2 separate regions of the Sus scrofa genome follow, and region 2 is linked to region 1. The links are chromatin contacts, called in public promoter capture Hi-C maps. All regions are on one chromosome and are shown on one strand. Each heading gives the region's core, a stretch centred on a gene start, on an enhancer-like site or on the middle of the called end of the contact. The rest is flanking DNA. Distances are from core to core; before and after follow the strand shown.

The links. Promoter capture Hi-C pulls out the DNA fragments that hold promoters and counts their contacts.
Region 2: a promoter capture Hi-C map of fetal liver shows a contact between it and region 1, with 2.2 times the contacts expected there. The contact joins the promoter of RAB5C here to the promoter of CNTNAP1 in region 1. A contact is called at or near these places in 1 of 5 promoter capture datasets (fetal liver) and 2 of 2 datasets of contacts at active chromatin or transcription factors (alveolar macrophages and skeletal muscle).

Annotation. Positions count from the first base shown.
Region 1 is chr12:20,154,378-20,159,970 of Sscrofa11.1, forward strand. It overlaps CNTNAP1 (contactin-associated protein 1), which reads right to left and starts at 2,964. Exons shown (of 24, transcript XM_021066979.1): 1 at 2,340-2,964; 2 at 1,388-1,489; 3 at 1,099-1,292; 4 at 500-647; 5 at 216-419. The coding sequence starts at 2,406. CCR10 (C-C motif chemokine receptor 10) reads left to right here and starts at 3,250. Exons shown (of 2, transcript NM_001044563.1): 1 at 3,250-3,273; 2 at 4,074-5,141. The coding sequence starts at 3,250. The coding sequence ends at 5,141.
Region 2 is chr12:20,610,963-20,616,555 of Sscrofa11.1, forward strand. It overlaps RAB5C (RAB5C, member RAS oncogene family), which reads left to right and starts at 3,029. Exons shown (of 6, transcript NM_001244254.1): 1 at 3,029-3,153.

The DNA.
Region 1 (5,593 bases), core at 1,714-4,213:
GACTGGAAAGTGCTTTTCCAAAGTCTGAGGCTAGAATCCGCTTCTCCTGACTCGAGTCCAGTGTTTTGCTAGCACCAGATTTTACACGAAAAAGGTGAGTTGGTCCAAACGGTAGGGAAGGGAACCGTCAGGCGTGGGCGCCGCTTCGCGGAGGAGGTGCAGCGAAGGGCGTGGCAGGAAAGCCTCAGGCTTGGCCCCCGGGTCGCTGAGCTCACCCAGGCTCATGTGCAGCACCAGATGCGCCCCCTGCAGCTCGAGTGTCACGTAGTCGCCCTGGGCGCCCTCGGCGTGCAACAGGAGCCCGTCCTTCTCTTCCGTCTTGAAGCTGAAGGCGAACACGTCCCACAGACTCCGGCTGACCCCTCGCGGGAAGCGGTAGGAGATGGCATCATCGCCGTCGAAATAGAGCACGTCGGACTCTGCGCGCAGGACAGTAGGTGGGTGGGGGACGGGGAGACCGTGTGTCTCCCGGGGCCCCCCCACGACCTCGCAGCCTTACTGTAAGGGCAGCCGTAGATGCCGAGCCTCAGGCCGATCTTGCCGCGCGGGTTCCAGGCCAAGGGCACAATGCGGATGTAGCGCGCGGTGAAGTGGAAGTGCAGGTCGTGGCGAACCACCCCCGACTCGTTCACGTTACCGAAGAAGGTCTGAGGGCAAGGGGAGAGGAATGACCACGGCCCCACCCTCTGCTTGTTCCTCCCCAGCCCACGGTTGTCGCATCCAGCCAATCTCGGCTTCTGGAAGGCAGACACTCCTTATCTCTCTGCCTTCTTGGCTTTAGGCAAACACTGTTTCCCTAGCCTAGAGCGTCCTCTCGGCGTGCTATTATTTCCTCAGAGCTCAACTCAGATGTCACCTCCTTCAAGAAGCTCTCCTAGATTTTACCTCGAAGTGCGTTCAACTGTCATTGGGAGCATCTTGTCTTGCACACATGGCCAGCTGACAGCCTCTCTGGACTGAGTCCCTGGAGTGGAAGTCACTGCTCCTCATCTGTGCCCTGCCCCGCCTCCTCCCCTCCCCCCAAGCTAGTGCCCAGCCAGGCCCAGCTGTCAGAGCTGAGGAGGTTCCCCAAGTGTGTGGACAGGGAGCCTAGAATACCGAGTTGTGCCCTTGCTGATAGAACGGTGTCCAGCTGTCCACTCGGTCACCGTAGAGCAGCATGTACCGTGTGACCCAGTCCCAAGAGTTAAAGGAGCCCTGCGTGGCCACAGCTCGGATCCGGTGCTTCTTCATGAGGTCGATCTGGAGCCAGGGATTCGGGTCCCCAATCCGGGGAGACCACCCGCTTATGCCTATAGAAGGGGCAAGGGCTTTCACCACTGGCTTCCCTCATTACCTCCAGCCCTCCAGAGTCCCCCGCCCCACCCTGGGGTGTTGCCCCGCTCACCGTGCAGCCGGGCAAAGCGCGGTGCAGTGAAGAGCCCATAGTAGGAGGAGGCGCCCAGGGAGCGAGCGTACAGGGGCCCGACCAGCTCCTCGTCACAGCCGTCTGGGTTGGGAAACCGACATATTGATCAAGGTGGCCCCTCCCGGTGCTTCCACAGGCCCAGCAAGCTGAGCATCTGGAGCTCTTTCTTCTCTATCCCCCAGTGGCTGACCCAGCCCATCTACTCATCTGGGCCGCAGCAACAGCTGCACACTTAGTGGAGGCTGCCTTCTCCTTCTGGGGGAACCCCTAGTCCAGACCCTTCCCAATTCAGTTTCAGTACTCGCCAAAACACAACGCCAAACCTCAGCATCTTTCAGAGCCCGAGTCACCTCAAGACATTAATCCAGCCCCAGATTTAGCCTCAATCTCATTCTTCAGCACCCCAAACCTGCACCAACCCCGATTCCAGGCCTTGGTCCCAACCCCAGCCAGTCCTAACACCATTACCAGTTCCATGTCCAATCTTAGCACTGTACAGGACCACCAAATACTGCGTGGATCCCAGCCCCCGAATCCAGCCCCAGCCCCAAACCCTAGACCCTGGGCCGGCTCCAAGCCCAGCCCCAGCCCCTGGCAAAACCTTAACCGTAGCCCCGGTCACCTGTATTACCCATATTCCCAACCCTCAAACCCGGGCACTAGCTCCCTCTTGGATCCCAGTCCCAAATCCCAGCCGACCCCCGGGCCGACTCTGTCCTCAGCTCGAGCGAATCCCTAGCCTGGAGCACGCGCGCCAGCCTCGGAGCTGCATTGCGGAGCGCGGGGGAGAGGCAGCAAGGATGAAGGCGGAGGAGCGCGCGCCGGCGGGGAAGGCACCTGCGACCACCCAGCCGCAATGCGGTGTGGGACCCGCCCTGCAGGCCTTGGACTCCCGGCCCCCACGCAGCCTGCCTGCGAGCCCTGCACTCACAGTAGCCCCATCCCCGGGCTCCTGAGACCGCGGCGAGCAGGATGCAGAAGAGCCGGAGACGCATCATGCAGGGCTGACGGGTCCGGCGGCCGCCTCCCAGAGCCCGGCTCCAGCTAGGGCTCCGGTTCCAGTTCGACTTTCCTCCTGGGGTACGCAGCGGATCGCTGTCTCTCCTCCTTACCCACCCCTCCCTCTCTCCTCTCTCCCCGAGCCCTTCTCCCTTCTCTCCGTGCCGTTCCCGGTTCGCCGCTGTTCTCTCCTCTCCTTCCACCCTCTCTCTTCTCACCTCCCCCCTTCCCCAGCCTCTGTCTCCTGGCACGCGCCGCTTTCCCGGACCCCGCGCAAGCGCGCGCCTCAGCCCTGCTGCGAAAGGGCGGGGGTAGAGCCTCCAGCCACCGGGAAATACCCTGAATAACCCGAGGCTGAGAGGGGCTGTGGCCGCAACGATGGGGGAAGGGAGCCTAGGGTCCTGAAGAATCCGAGAAAAGGGAGGTGGAAGGCGAGGGTGCTTGGGGACAGGGAGAAGAGTAAGTGAAAGAATCTAATATTTCTGAAAGGAAATTATGCTCCAAGCACCCATGCTAGGCACCCTTGTCACCCTGTGAATTCTACATTTTTCCCTTACTCCACTTTGCAGATGAAAAACCTGAGGCTCAGCGAGATCAAAACACCTACTCAGGATCACACAGGTAGCCAGGAAATGATGAGATGCCAAAACCCATTCTTCTTCTCCTGGCAGGGTAAAGAGAAGTTATTTTTAGGGGGTAGAATGGAAAAAGGTAGGTAAAGAGGACCCGCAGACCCTAATCCCCACCGCCTTCTTGGCCCTTTTCCCCGCCCCTTCCTTCCTGTCCCTCTAGTTTAACTTCTCTCTGCAGTGGCTTTACCTCAGAAACCTGAGTAGCCAGAGATGGGGACTGTGCCCGCAGAGCAGGTGGGAGTGGGGGCAGGGGGGGAGGGTTACAGAGAGGGAGGTAAGGTGAAGGGATGGGATTCCCCACCTGGCACCAGGCCTCTGGTCGGCTGTGACCTATCCAGGGCACCTGGAGCCCTCTGGGACCAGATAGATGGGGCTGGGGTTGTGCGGCTGGGGTTGGGGGACGGGACTGGGGCTGAGGGGAAGGGTGAGCTGAAGCTAGAAGTCTGAGTTCCCAACCGAGGCCAGAAAACCTAAGCCCCAACCCTTATGACCACCTCGGTATAAGTAGTTCAGTGCACCTGTACTGGAGGGTGGGGGTTGGGGGGAGGGACTCCAGACCAAGCCTGGCCTCCAGGGACCAGGTCTGAGGCAGAGGCTGCATGTGAGTGTTCTTCCAGGAGAGGGCGCTGCAAAGGAACTGACTCTAAGATTTACTGATAATACAAACGCTTGGCCTACCCGGAACACTGATGCTTCACACCCTTTATCGTCCTTGCTTCAAACAACCCTGCTAGGTGGGCTAGTCAGGATTTCTAAACTCGACATTACAGATTAGTCAACTGGAGATCCTGAAAAAGGCCTGCCCAAGGTCACGAAGGAAGCTGGACACAGAGGCAGAAGGGGTGCAAGGGAAGCGAGGGCCTGTTGAGGGTGTGCTAGGACGAGTTTGGAGAAGAGTTTGTCTTCTCACCGTGTACTGTACCATTGTGCCTGGTCACACAGGTGCTCCCAGCTTGGAATGCATGTGTGGGAGGGGGAGGCTTGTGGTGGAGGCATGTCTCATAAGGTCTCTCTTCTCATTTTGGCCTCCCCAGGTTTCCTGGGGCCCCTACTCCGGGGACTATGAAGAGGCATATTCTGCTGAACCGTTGCCAGAGCTCTGCCACAAGGCTGATGTCCAGGCCTTCAGTCGGGCCTTCCAACCCAGTGTCTCTTTGACCGTGGCTGCTCTGGGTCTGGCGGGCAATGGCCTGGTCCTGGCCACCCATCTGGCGGCCCGTCGCGCTGCCCGCTCGCCTACCTCCGCCCACCTGCTCCAGCTGGCCCTGGCCGACCTCCTGCTGGCTCTGACTCTGCCCTTTGCTGCAGCCGGGGCTCTGCAGGGCTGGAGTCTGGGAAGTGTCACCTGCCGCGCCATTTCGGGCCTCTACTCGGCCTCCTTCCACGCCGGCTTCCTCTTCCTGGCCTGTATCAGCGCCGACCGCTACGTGGCCATCGCGCGAGCCCTCCCAGCTGGACCGAGACCCTCCGCGCCGGGCCGCGCACACTTGGTCTCCGTCGTCGTGTGGCTGTTATCGCTGCTCCTGGCGCTGCCTGCTCTCCTTTTCAGCCAGGACGGCCAGCGGGAAGGCCAGCGGCGCTGCCGTCTCATCTTCCCCGAGGGCCTCACGCAGACGGTGAAGGGGGCGAGCGCCGTAGCGCAGGTGGTCCTGGGCTTCGCGCTGCCGCTGGGCGTCATGGCGGCCTGCTACGCGCTCCTGGGCCGCACGCTGCTGGCCACCAGGGGGCCGGAGCGCCGGCGCGCGCTGCGCGTCGTGGTGGCCCTGGTGGCGGCGTTTGTGATACTGCAGCTGCCCTACAGTCTCGCCCTGCTGTTGGATACTGCTGACCTACTGGCGGCCCGCGAGCGGAGCTGTCCTGCCAGCAAGCGCAAGGATCTGGCACTGCTGGTGACCGGAGGCTTGGCCCTCGCCCGCTGCGGCCTCAACCCAGTGCTCTACGCTTTTCTGGGCCTGCGCTTCCGCCAGGACCTGCGGAGGCTGCTTCGGAGTGGGGGCTGCAGTCCAGGGCCTCACCCCCGCGGCCGCTGCCCCCGCCGGCCCCGCCTTTCTTCCTGTTCGGCTCCCACTGAGACCAACAGTGTCTCCTTCTGGGATCACTAGAGCTGCGAATCAAGAGAAGGGGGAGGGCTGAGGAAATGATTCCAGGGAGGGTAGTGGGAAAGGGGAATAAGCGGGGGACACGGAGGAAGAGGTAGGGACCTAAAGGAATTGCTTCTGTTCTTTGGCATATTAAATTTACAACATGGAAATGAGATGCAACCCAACAACTGTTACTATTTTTGAGACACTGGCTTGGAAGTGATTTGTAGCAGGGCAGAGCTGGAGGGTAACTCCCCCTCCCGCCCCCCCTTCCCACTCCGCGGAGCTTGACTCTTGGTGGAAGGTGCTGAGAGCCTGCGTGGGGGTGGGGGGCTGCTGAGCCTGCTAAAGCTCTAGGCACTGACACCCTCTCCACCTTTCCTTGGACTCTGCTAACAGAGGTGAGGTGGGAAAGCTGCCAGGCGAGGAGGGGCGGGGGTTCCTCCCGAAATAGTGTAAGGAAGAGCTTTCTA
Region 2 (5,593 bases), core at 1,779-4,278, 460 kb after region 1:
CTTTGGCTTTCACAGAATTTACTTTTCAAAATAGAAATGAGTCGTCACCTTAAAAATCAGAACAGGAGTTCCCGTCATGGCGCAATGGTTAACAAATCTGACTAGGAACCATGAGGTTGCAGGTTCGGTCCCTGCCCTTGCTCAGTGGGTTAATGATCCGGCGTTGCCGTGAGCTGTGTTGTAAGTTGCAGACGCGGCTCGGATCCCGCGTTGCTGTGGCTCTGGCGTAAGCTGGTGGCTATGGCTCCGATTAGACCCCTAGCCTGGGAATCTCCATATGCCGTGGAAGCGGCCCAAGAAATAGCAAAAAAAGACCAAAAAAGAAAAAAGAAAAAATCAGAACAGTTCAGGAGTTCCTGTCGTGGCTCAGCAGTAATAAACCCAACTAGTATCTGTGAGAATGTGGGTTCAATCCCTGGCCTCACTCAGTGGGTTAAAGATCTGGCATGGCTGTGGCTGTGGCTGTGGCTGTGGCTGGCAGCTGCAGCTCTGATTCTACCCCTAGCCTGGGACTCTCCATGTGCTGCAGGTGCGGCGTTAAAAAGACAAAAATTAAAAATCAAAATCAGAACAGTTAACATAAAAATCCAAATATCCCGGCTTCCCCAAACAGATTTGGGAGACCTGGCAATCCTGGGCCAACACACTGCCTGGCAGTAGTCCACTGGCATTGGGTGCCCACTGTCCTCTTTGCATGAGATCTGCACTTTGACTTCTTTGCGGTCCCCACATTTCTTTTCTTTTCTTTTTTAGTTTTTCTTTGTTTGAAAAGTCCTCACATTTTTTGATCATCTCCTTATACCCAGTTAACTTCCCTATTTTTTTTTTTTTTTTTTTTTTTTTGGTCACACCTATGGTATGTGGAAGTTCATGCTAGGTATTGAACCTGCACCACAGCAGTGACCCAAGCCCCCTCAGTGACAACAGCCGTGCCACAAGGGAACTCCCACCCTCATTTGAACCCCTTTTTTTTTTGGCTTGACCTAACACAAATTTATTATCTTGCAGTTTTGCAGATCAGAAGCCTGAAATGGGCCTTTTTCTTTTTTTAAGTATAAAAAGAAGGATAGTTGATTTACAATGTCACGATAATTTGTGCATCATTTGAACTCTCTCTGTGATCTCTGTGGGTATCTGAGTTTGCAATCCCTGTCTTAGGGTATGCTCCCAGACTCCTTTGCCCCCATGTTTTCTGGGCCCAGTATTGTCTATTTCTCCCTCCAGGCTTGGGTCTATCAACATCTCTTTCTGTCTCTCTGCAGGCCGTCACTAAAAGTGGTCTCTTCTGCTGCCAGGAACTTGACGCAGTCCTAGCAGCACTCCTCCCCCCACCCCACCCCAGACCTCAGCCACGCCTGTTCTCCCCCTTCCACCTCAGGGCCCTGACTTCTCAACAACTCCCCTTGGTCTCCAGCTCTCCTTTACCACTCAACACCCTGGGCTCACTTTTGGATAGAAATAAACTCTTTATTTTTGTAGCGTTGGCTCCGGCTGTTTCTGGGGGTTGGTCTGAGCGCCCCAGGGCTTTGGAGGAGCCTACACGGTAGGTAGTCACTCCCCCACCATACCCCAGGGCCCTGTTGCTGTCTCTAGGAGGGCAAAGGTGCCAACCAATCCACTTGGCACCACATTCACGCCACCAGGGGCCCCAGGGATGAGGCAGAAACCGTAATGAGTCACTATGGGCCCGTCATACCCACCCTCCCCCTCACCTGGTCACAGCCACAGACTCAGACACGATATGTGGGAGGGACAGAGCCCTGACTCAAGTCCACCTCCAGCCCTGCCAAGGTGACCCACAGGACTCCCCACTAATTCTGCATTAACCAATCCTGTGCCTGTTGCAGGCTAGGAACAGCAGGGTCTGGAAGAAGTGCTGTCACCAGCCAGAACCTACTAAGAATCCCACTCTGCCCCATCCCCTTTGCTCTCTTAAGCTCTCTCTTCTTTCTTAGCTTTCACTTCTCTGACAATCACTGAAGGGGTTGGTGGTATGGACGTTGTTAGAGGCACCCTGGTGACCAAATGGAACCAGGTGTGGGCAAGTTGTCCTGGACAGGTTGCAAGGTCCATTCTCCAGCTCAGGCTCCAGGGTATGTTTGGTGTTGGCTGGTGTCATAGGAACAATGCCCACAGCTGCCTCCGGGTGAGCTAGTATTCCATTCAGGTGCTGAGTAGTATCTCTGGGGGTGAGATGCAGAAGCAGAGGAGCTGTGTTGGGGGGGTTGGGGGTGAGCAGAAGTGGTCCTAATCCATACTGAGGGGAGCAGGGAAAAAAAAAAAAAAAAGCCCTGATCCATGTGAAGGGCAAAGCGGGGGCAAACAGAAGTGGGTCCAGTTCACTGGATGGGAAGTGTCTGGCTCTGTGCTTGGAGTTAAGAGACAAGAGCTGGAACTGGTTGAGGGTGGGGAGAGACAGGGGCAGAGTCGGTTCCGGTTGAGCCAAAGGCAGAGGGTCCTAGTTTACTGCTGGGCAGTGGCAGGGGCTCTCCCTTTGATCTTACCCAGTAGTCTCCAGAAAGCCCTTACTATAGCGTTTCCATAATCTTCCCCATATCAAAATGTCCCCACCCGTGGGGCTCCCAGAACTGACTTGGCCCAAAAGCGCAGACACGGGCTCCTCCAGTCTAGCGAGTGCTCAGGACTGGTCCACGCGGCCTTACGTGCATATTCATTCACATCATGTTTTTCCTTTCCCAATTCTGCACACACAGCCTCCTACCCTCTTGCAACGCTCCGCCACCCGCCTCCCCTCGGGGTGCCTGGAACCCGCGATGACGCGATCGGCAGGCCTGCCCTTAAAAAGTTCCCGGCCGGGCTCCGCCTAGCCGACATCGGGCTCCACCCTAAGCCTGTCTCAGGCGGCTCCTCCTGGAGCTACGCACTACAATTCCCGCCGTCCCTTGCGTGCGCTCTCCCACCTCTCCCGCGCTCCCCGCCAGCCCCGCCTGTGAATCGGCCAAGAGTGCCTCCCATTGGCTTCGCCGCCCTGTCAGTCACCTGGGTATTGAGGGGCGGGTCGGAGGTGGAGATCCGGATCCGGAGCGGCTGAAAGGCGGAAGTGGAGGCCGGAGCCTGGGACACCGCCGGGGGGAGAGGAGCGGAGCCTGTCCGAGCCCCGGCCTCAAGTAACGCCACCGCCCCGGAGCCACCGTGAGTGTGCCTGTCCCGGGACCCAGTGTCTCGCTCGCGTTGAAACCTCTCCGGGGCAGCCCCTCCTCCCGCCCGGCCCCGGCTTGGGGGGATACTGACCCCTCCCCCGACCCGTAGCCCCCTCTTAAGGGGCTCCCCAGGCGTCGAGCCAGAGCGGGGGCCGGGGGGGCTCTTCTTTCCTTCCCTTACTTGCCCTTCGTAACCCTTGGGAAACCCCTGTGGCTCTCCTCTGGCCTGTCCAGCCCGGTGGTGGGAGGGAGAGACCCTAAGTTTCGCTCCCTCTCCTCCTAGAATTGGAGGAATCTTTGTCAGGTGTGAAGGAGCCTGTCCGACTTCTCTTTTAGAGGTAGCCAGAAGTGTTGTCTGTCGCTGTTTTCCTTTACCCCGTCCCACAAAAACTGTTGTCCCTCCAGCCCTAGAGGAATTTTATCTTGATATCCTGAGGCTGGGGCGGGGTGTGGGGGGGGTGGTCCTGGGTGAGACCGCTCCCACAACTCCTTACTTCCTCTCTTTCCTCAAGCTAGACAGCCACCCAGGATCCTAGCAGAGTTTAAAGTCAGGGTCACTCTTTAGGAATGCCTTGTCTTCTCCTCGGCTTGCTCCCCTCTGCCCCAGCCCCGTCCTCTAGTTATGGTGTTCTCTGGTTGTGTCGTTCCCTGAGTGTATCGCTTTTCCTGCCTCTGAACAATTTAGCTGAGGTTTGCTCAATCCTAGCTACAGATCACACAGATCAGAGTGGATCTGCCCATTCATTATCATCTCTCTCCCCTTCTCCTCCCCCCTTGCTGGAGTCTCAACCGGGTCCTCCCAGAGCACGCGAGTGGTTCCAAGCTACCTCAGAGGGACTGCTCGTCCTGGGACTGGTGTCCGTTGGTCTTTAGAGAGGAGGAAAAAGACCAAAAATAAGGAGTCTGGAATTGAGGAGTGCTAGGCTCTTTCCCACTGCTAAACACACACTCACCTCCCTGATCAACAGGTCATGCCACTTCTAGTCCTAGGGTCTATTTCCATTCCTTTCTGGACTTGATCAACTCAGTTGTAGATTGCAGAGGATTAGGTGGAGATCACAGTGGCACCTCTGGGTTCTTCATGTGCTAATTTTTAGTGTAACCCAAGGAATTCCCACACCCGAAAGTGCTGATTCTCCCCAGCTTTTCCTAGAGACAGCTGGTTCTGACATCTGATCCTTGTCCATTGCTTGAAACTTAGGTGTGTGAAATGGCTGCTGTCTCAGACCAGGCTGGGAGGTTCTTTGTTATGTGGCCAAAGTACAGGCCTGAGACTGTACCTTAATGAGAGCAGCCTGACTCTGAGGCCATGACTGACCCTTGCTATCTACAGTGGAGGAAGGGAGGGAAGGCCACACAGTCTTTGGGAATTTCGGTACCTCTTCAGTATTCTGGGCCACCTTTACTGCCCTGAGATGGCAAGGTCTGAGGTGGTTTTGCCTTGAGATCTTTCGGACCACTTCTGGACAGTCATCACCAGTGTCTTCTACAGACTTTTGAGCTAAGCCTGGGATGCACTTACTTTGTATGGAATAACCAAAAAACCTGCCTTGTTAGGGTCCACAGTCGGATCACAAGCTCTCTGTCTGTGTGGACTTCTTTAGAGGGTTGGTAGAGACTTCTGCGGTCAGCCTGGTTTCTCTAATCTGGTCAGCCTGTGCCTCAAGGGGCAGGGCCTGAGAGGCCAGCTGTTCACCGGCCATTGGTCTCGACTAGACATACCTCCTCGGCAGTAGGCTGTGTTTCTGGATCTCTCTGGGAGACCCAGGGTGAGGCTGGCCAGCCTTTGGAGGCGACTGCTTTGTCTGGATGTGGGCTCCCAGCTCTGATTCTGAAGTAGGCTTTTGAAGGAAAAGCTCTCCCTTGCAGAGAGACAGAAAGACACCAGTGCCCTGGGTGGTTAGGCAGCCACTTTAGGCACCCAGAGAGTATAGAGGCCAAGCAGAGATCTGATACTGCTTGGCAGCGAGGGGCAGGGCACTGTGTGGGGGACAGAAGCCCCTCCCCTCCCATGCCCTTCCTCTCTTTTGCCTCTTAGAACCGGTGGGCCTTTTTCTGCCTTTAGGCTATAGAAAGGTGGTAACAGCTAATTTTTATGTCATTTTAAAGTTGCCAAGTTCTTTTCACACATGTTCCTTACAAGAGTCCGGGGAAATAGTGGGAGTTGTCTCCACTTTAGAGATGATGCTGAAGGCATTGACGTAGCTTGATTTAAATCACACGGTTAGAAAAGGGTAGAGCCGGGGCTTGGCATTTGGAATTAGATGTGCCTCATCTTCCCTTATAGCAGGCCCTCCTTTGGTCTGTTTGTGGAACGAATGCAGGTGAGCAAGCAGCAGCCCAGGTGCAGACCCTTTAGCGTTCCTCGTCATTGGTGCCCCTCTGGTTCGGTTTTCTTCCCCACCCCAGCCCCATCCTCCTTCCTCCACTGC